Linked DNA regions of Zea mays: region 2 is linked to region 1. The links are chromatin contacts, called in public Hi-C maps. All regions are on one chromosome and are shown on one strand. The core of a region is the stretch at or near the end of the contact, and the rest is flanking DNA. Distances in the headings are between cores, read along the strand shown. Region 1 holds the start of LOC100384051. Region 2 has its middle 5.3 kb from the start of LOC115032970.

Region 1 (2,700 bases), core at 24-2,523:
TGCTTATAGATTATCATAATCTAAGGTATCTAGATTACATAATCCACCGAATAATCTGTGTTGTTTGTTTACCTCTCAACTTATTTAAGCTGTATTATATAATCTAGAGGGTAAGCAAACATGGCCGGAGTGCAGAATTTTCCCGGCATCATCATGCAAATGATTTTATCTTACATATTGATACTAGTAGTAAATCGTTTTGGAGTCGACTATTCTGTCGCTAATTCTGCTACTTCAAAACTAAACCATATATCTCTGTCTGGATTTCAGAAAAGTCCACAAGTATGGAAAGAGCACAACCGGCGAGAGGTGGGACTTGGTAGTCGACGAGGAGACATACTACGAGTAAGACTTTCTGTTCCGGCGATCGATTCCCTGAAACGTCTCCTCGACGCTAAAATCGCTTCTGAATCTCACTGTCACCGGACTGCAAACATTTGAACCAGGGCGGAGCCCCATTACGGATGGGCCGATGTCGTCGGAGACTCGACGCAGCTGCTGTCCATACAGCCCGTGGAGAGGCCACCCGGCGTGTTCCCGGCCATCGACTTCAGCTCCGCGCCGCCGCCGAAGGACGCTCCGCCGGGCATGCCCCCTTCTCCTCTGGACTGAGTGAATTAGGCCTGCCAGCACAGACGGATTTTTCTGTCTATATAGGCTCCAGATTTTGCCTGTAAGGGAACAGCATTCTTTGTAGGAAGTTGACGGAACCCCGTTCCTGCGTTCATTGGTTGGCTCATTCTTTGCTACGCATTCCTTTCCTCTGGCTGGGATATATATATATTTTGCTTGGGAACTGGGTGGATGCAATAATCAAACGGCGCCCGTGGTTGTGTGTGTTGCCCCTGTCCCCCTATGTGCTTGCAACTTGGTCTGAAGGCAGTGTGGTCTGGGCAAAGCTTTCCACAGCACGAACGAACGCGCTTGAGCTCAGTGCGCGTCCGCGTGATGTCTACAAGTCCACCTCGGGTCGTTGGAAACTCTGGCCATTTTCCTCGCGTCCAAGGTCTAGCCAACCTGTCCGGGTCGCCGGTCGACGCCCCAGGCCAGGGCCAGGCCATCACCGATAGATACACACCCATCAGAACCCGGAACTAGTGCGACTAGGCCACTCGATCCACCACAAACTCGTCGCATTTTCCCTGCCGGGGCTCCACATGAATGATTTTTTTGCAGTCCCTCCATTTTTCATTCATACGGAGGGGGTCCACACTGCGAGCATTTAAGCCCATTCGCGTCCCGTCCCGTCAAACAAGCACTCAAACCTCCCTCCCAAGCCCTCTTTTTTCCCTCGCCGCGGCGCAGGCAGAGCAGAGGCACTAGCATGTCGCCGTTCGCCGCCCGCGTGGCCTCCTTGGCCGCGCTGCTGCTCGCCCTCCTGCTCGCGGCGCCGGCCTCGGCCGCCAACTTCACCTGCGCCACAGTGGGCAAAACGTGCCAGTCGGCGATCGGGTACGCGGTGCCCAACGCGACCACGTACGGGGAGCTGGTGGCGCGGTTCAACGCCACCACGACGCTGGCGGAGCTGCTGGGCGCCAACGGCCTCCCCGCCACGACGCCGGCCTCGACGCCGCTGGCGGCCAAGGCCACGGTGCGCGTGCCGTTCCGGTGCCGGTGCGGGAGCAACGGCGTGGGGCAGTCGGACGGGGGACCCTTCTACGTGGTGTACCCGCTGGACGGGCTGGACCACATCGCGCGGGAGGTGTTCGGCGGCTTCGTCACCTACCAGGAGATCGCCACCGCCAACAACATCACCAACGTCAACCTCATCGTCGTCGGGCAGAAGCTCAGGATCCCGCTGCCCTGCACCTGCGACCAGGTGGACGGCGCCGACGTCATGCACTTCGCCTACAGCGTCGCCAAGGGGGACGACCCGCCCGGCATCGCCGCCAGGTTCGGGGTCACCGAGACCACGCTGCTGAGTGTGAATAAGATCACCGACCCCAAGACCAGCCTGCAGCAGGGGCAGATCCTGGATGTCCCCCTCCCTGGTAAGCGTCTTCCTCTTCCTCTTCCTCTTCTTACGCCGCAATCCATACCTAGTTGTGAATTGTGAGGACGATGGAGTGAATAATGCTTGTAGCTCTGCTTAGGACGTACTACGAGACATAGAAGTGGTGGATTTTTTTTTCTAGTTACAGAAGAAAGATGACTTGATATCAGACTGGGAAGCATATGGATGAGCTGTTAGATTCCTCTTATGTGACATAGGTCTGCTAAATGCCCAAATCAAATGCAGGTCTCAAATGGCATACCACTATTGTGTAGACAATTGGACTCAACGATGGTTCCCTTGGGTTGGGTGGAGACTGGAGACTCTTTTTTTTTTAAAAAAGAAAGAAAGAAAGATCTGTTATTGACGACTTGGTGAGCTTGACAAGTTTGTTGCCCCATGGATGCTCCAGTTGTTCAGAGACTTGGTGAGTGAGACCACCATCTTGGACGGTGTGGTGGAGCGTTTAGACAAGTCGCTATCGGTTCATCCTGCGCGCTAGGACAAGTCCACCGATTTGAATTATTCAAGAAACCACAGCTCATATTCGTCCTAAGAGATCAACTTTTCATTCATAATCTGTTATACGTTGCTATCACCGTGCGAATTGTCTGACTCCGTGTCTGAACCCTAATGAACATGCTATTAGCACAGGACCGCTCACAAGTCTCCGTGCAGTTTACTTTTTTGACTATTACCATAGATAC
Region 2 (2,700 bases), core at 52-2,551, 400 kb after region 1:
CTAGGGACACTTCAACACCCGCATCTATGACAGAGGCACACCGGAGATGACTTCGGATAATGGCATGGAAGCCATGACAATTGATGAACCGAAGAAGTCAGATGAGGAGAAGATACCAAAGAAGGGAAGTCCTTTAGAACACAGCAAGAGTGTTCGCAGAGTAGAGTTTGAATATAGATATGGAGATGCATAAGCTGCTGGAGATAGCTTTATTTCTAGTTCTCCGCTAAAAGTAGTTAATTAGAAATATATCACTTCAATTTAAAAAATAGAAATTAATTTATTTTCATACCACTATATGACATCAAAATAAGTTGAACGTCTAATTTTGTAAAGGCTAAGTAACATTATATAATTAATACTAAAAAGAATACGGTTTTAAATCTAGTGAAAGTTAAACTATCTTAAATTTAGTTAGATGTATAAAAATAACATGTATGACTCTAAACATATATAGTACAAATATCTTTCTCGAAATATGATTAGATTCGTTTAGTATAATAAGTATTAATACTTTTTATGATCAGTTTTAAAATTAGATGACTTCATAATATTTTAGAAATTTATTATATACTCTTTCACAACATCAATTTCATGTGTCGTGTGTCACGTCTCTACTCCTTTAAAACACAAGTTTTATGTGTCGTACGTCGTGCATCACGTGTGAAGTGTATAGATATATTCCTCTCTCTCCCACTTTTCGCCAAACAATGGGCCCAATGGGCTCTTAAACCACAGATAGGCCATGAGAAATCACTCAAGTCCAACACGATAAGAAGCCACACGCAGCGCAACGTTCCCAAATATGATTAGATGCGTACAGTATAATAAGTATTAATACTTTTTATGATTCTATTTTGTTTGAAGTCGACAGTTGAGGAGACTAGAGTAAGCTTTTAAATTATCTCCAGCAGCTTATCCATACTCATACACATATAAAACTTCACTCTGCGAACAGTGTACAAACAGTACAAAATAGTGTTTTACGTAAACTATGGATAGACTGTTGGACACGGTCTTAAAGCAAGTTTATAACACAAAGACATGTTCAGCAATTCAACTAAGCTAATGAACATGGGTAAAAATGACATTGATAATTCAGCTGGCGCAACTAAAATCGCCGACAACAGTTGGCGGTTTTAAGAAAAAATGCCAAGTCAAAAGGTAACTGGCAGCGATTTATTTTTGGAATAAAAAATTTAAAAACAGAAAATAAAATATAAACCACACAACACAACACACTCAGCGTGGGCCTTGCATCTGTCCAATGCTACATAGGCCCAAGACTCATCGCCAAGTTTGGGCAGGCCCCAAACAAACAACACTAACCTATGGAAATAAACTGGGCCGTGCGCGGTCCAGGAGGTTGGCTTTGCTCAAAAAAAAAAACAAGAAGGCATCACAATCACATCAGATCTGGCCACTGTCGTGAGCCGTGCAGCAGCTCGCCTTGGGCGGTTGGGTCTGGTTGGTCTTCGACCACGCAAGCCGCAGCACCGCCGGCTAATCACAGCAGGGACAGGGCTGGGGGACGACCGGCGCGCGTACGACGGCATGGGACGGTGGCGCGACCGGCCGGGCAGGCACGCCGCATGCATTAACGCCGCGCGCGGGAGGAGCGGAGCGGAGGACGCCTCGCCGGGCCCAGGCGCCCAGCCCAGAGCGGCCGGTGCGTGGCAGGACGAGATTCCCGCGGCCGGCCTCGCATTAAACTTGGCCGCGCCCGGCCTGCAACCGCGAGGTGAGGGGAGGACCGGAGGACCCTCTCCCTGCGTCTGCCTGCATGTGCACCGGGCACCGTGTGCTCGCCTGCCTGGCGGTGCAGCCACCTGCCGTCGCCTTGTCTCTTTTTTGTCTCGCTACTAGGCAGCTGTTTGTTCGCGTTCGTCGTCCGTCCGTCCGCCCGGCTCCGGCTCCGGCTCCGGCCGGCGCGGCGCCAATTGAAGACGCACGCCCCGCCGCACTGTACATAGACCCATCCATCCATCCTGCAGTAACGAGGCGCCCACGCACAGTGCCGGATGCCTTTCTTGGCCGCCTCGCTGCCGAGAAAGTAGAGTAGTCCCATGTTTGTCGTCCACAGGTCCAGGGACTAGCTAGATGCGCACTGTAGCCACTAGCCACTAATCACGCACAGTAGTTGGTTATAAAAGCCGATGCAAACACGTGAACATGGACAAACTTTAATTTTCGATGTTTCGTCTTCGGCGATCAAGGCAGTACGTGCGCTCCAGGACATACACAAATAATTTGTACCCACGAGATATCATATGAGTCCATGCATGTGTGAATATGACCCCAAGAGTAAAGTAGACTCAAACATTGTACCTCACGATATCAACATATATTGATCATCAGATTTGGCACCTAGACGGTCGGTTCAGCCTTATCCTAGACGGTCCACGCTCGGATGGTCCGACGTGTTACCCGAGACGATCCGTAAATAGATTAATTTAGGCTAGAGTTCTTATCTTTTGTGGGGTTATCCTAATAACTCGCGAGAAACTGTTTGATTTTGCTTAGTAATGGGTCCGAACCTACTATATATATTTGAAAGGGTACGACCGATTCAAGAAACCAACAATGGATCTACAAATCACTTTTATCTCATTTATCTTATGCATTAGCCTTAGGAGTAGTTCTAGCCATAGTTTAGCCCTAGTTATAGTTTCCCAACTTCGATCTTCTCCTCTCTTTAAC

Evidence for each region. A called contact is a pair of places that touch in the nucleus more often than the background predicts.
Region 2: a contact with region 1 is called in a Hi-C map of endosperm, with 2.0 times the contacts expected there. The contact joins the enhancer-like site here to the promoter of LOC100384051 in region 1. A contact is called at or near these places in 5 of 25 Hi-C or Micro-C datasets (bundle sheath, ear, endosperm and 2 more).

Annotation. Positions count from the first base shown.
Region 1 is chr1:7,505,851-7,508,550 of Zm-B73-REFERENCE-NAM-5.0, forward strand. It overlaps LOC100384051, which reads left to right and starts at 1,274. Exons shown (of 4, transcript NM_001176655.1): 1 at 1,274-1,991. The coding sequence starts at 1,325.
Region 2 is chr1:7,905,175-7,907,874 of Zm-B73-REFERENCE-NAM-5.0, forward strand. No RefSeq gene overlaps it. Among protein-coding and RNA genes, the nearest start is that of LOC115032970, 5.3 kb to the right of the region's middle. Within about 2 kb of position 1,302, at least 20 of the 20 cell types and tissues checked have an H3K27ac peak or open chromatin away from gene starts, as enhancers often do. A contact at or near this core is called in bundle sheath, ear, endosperm and 2 more, where this site is marked.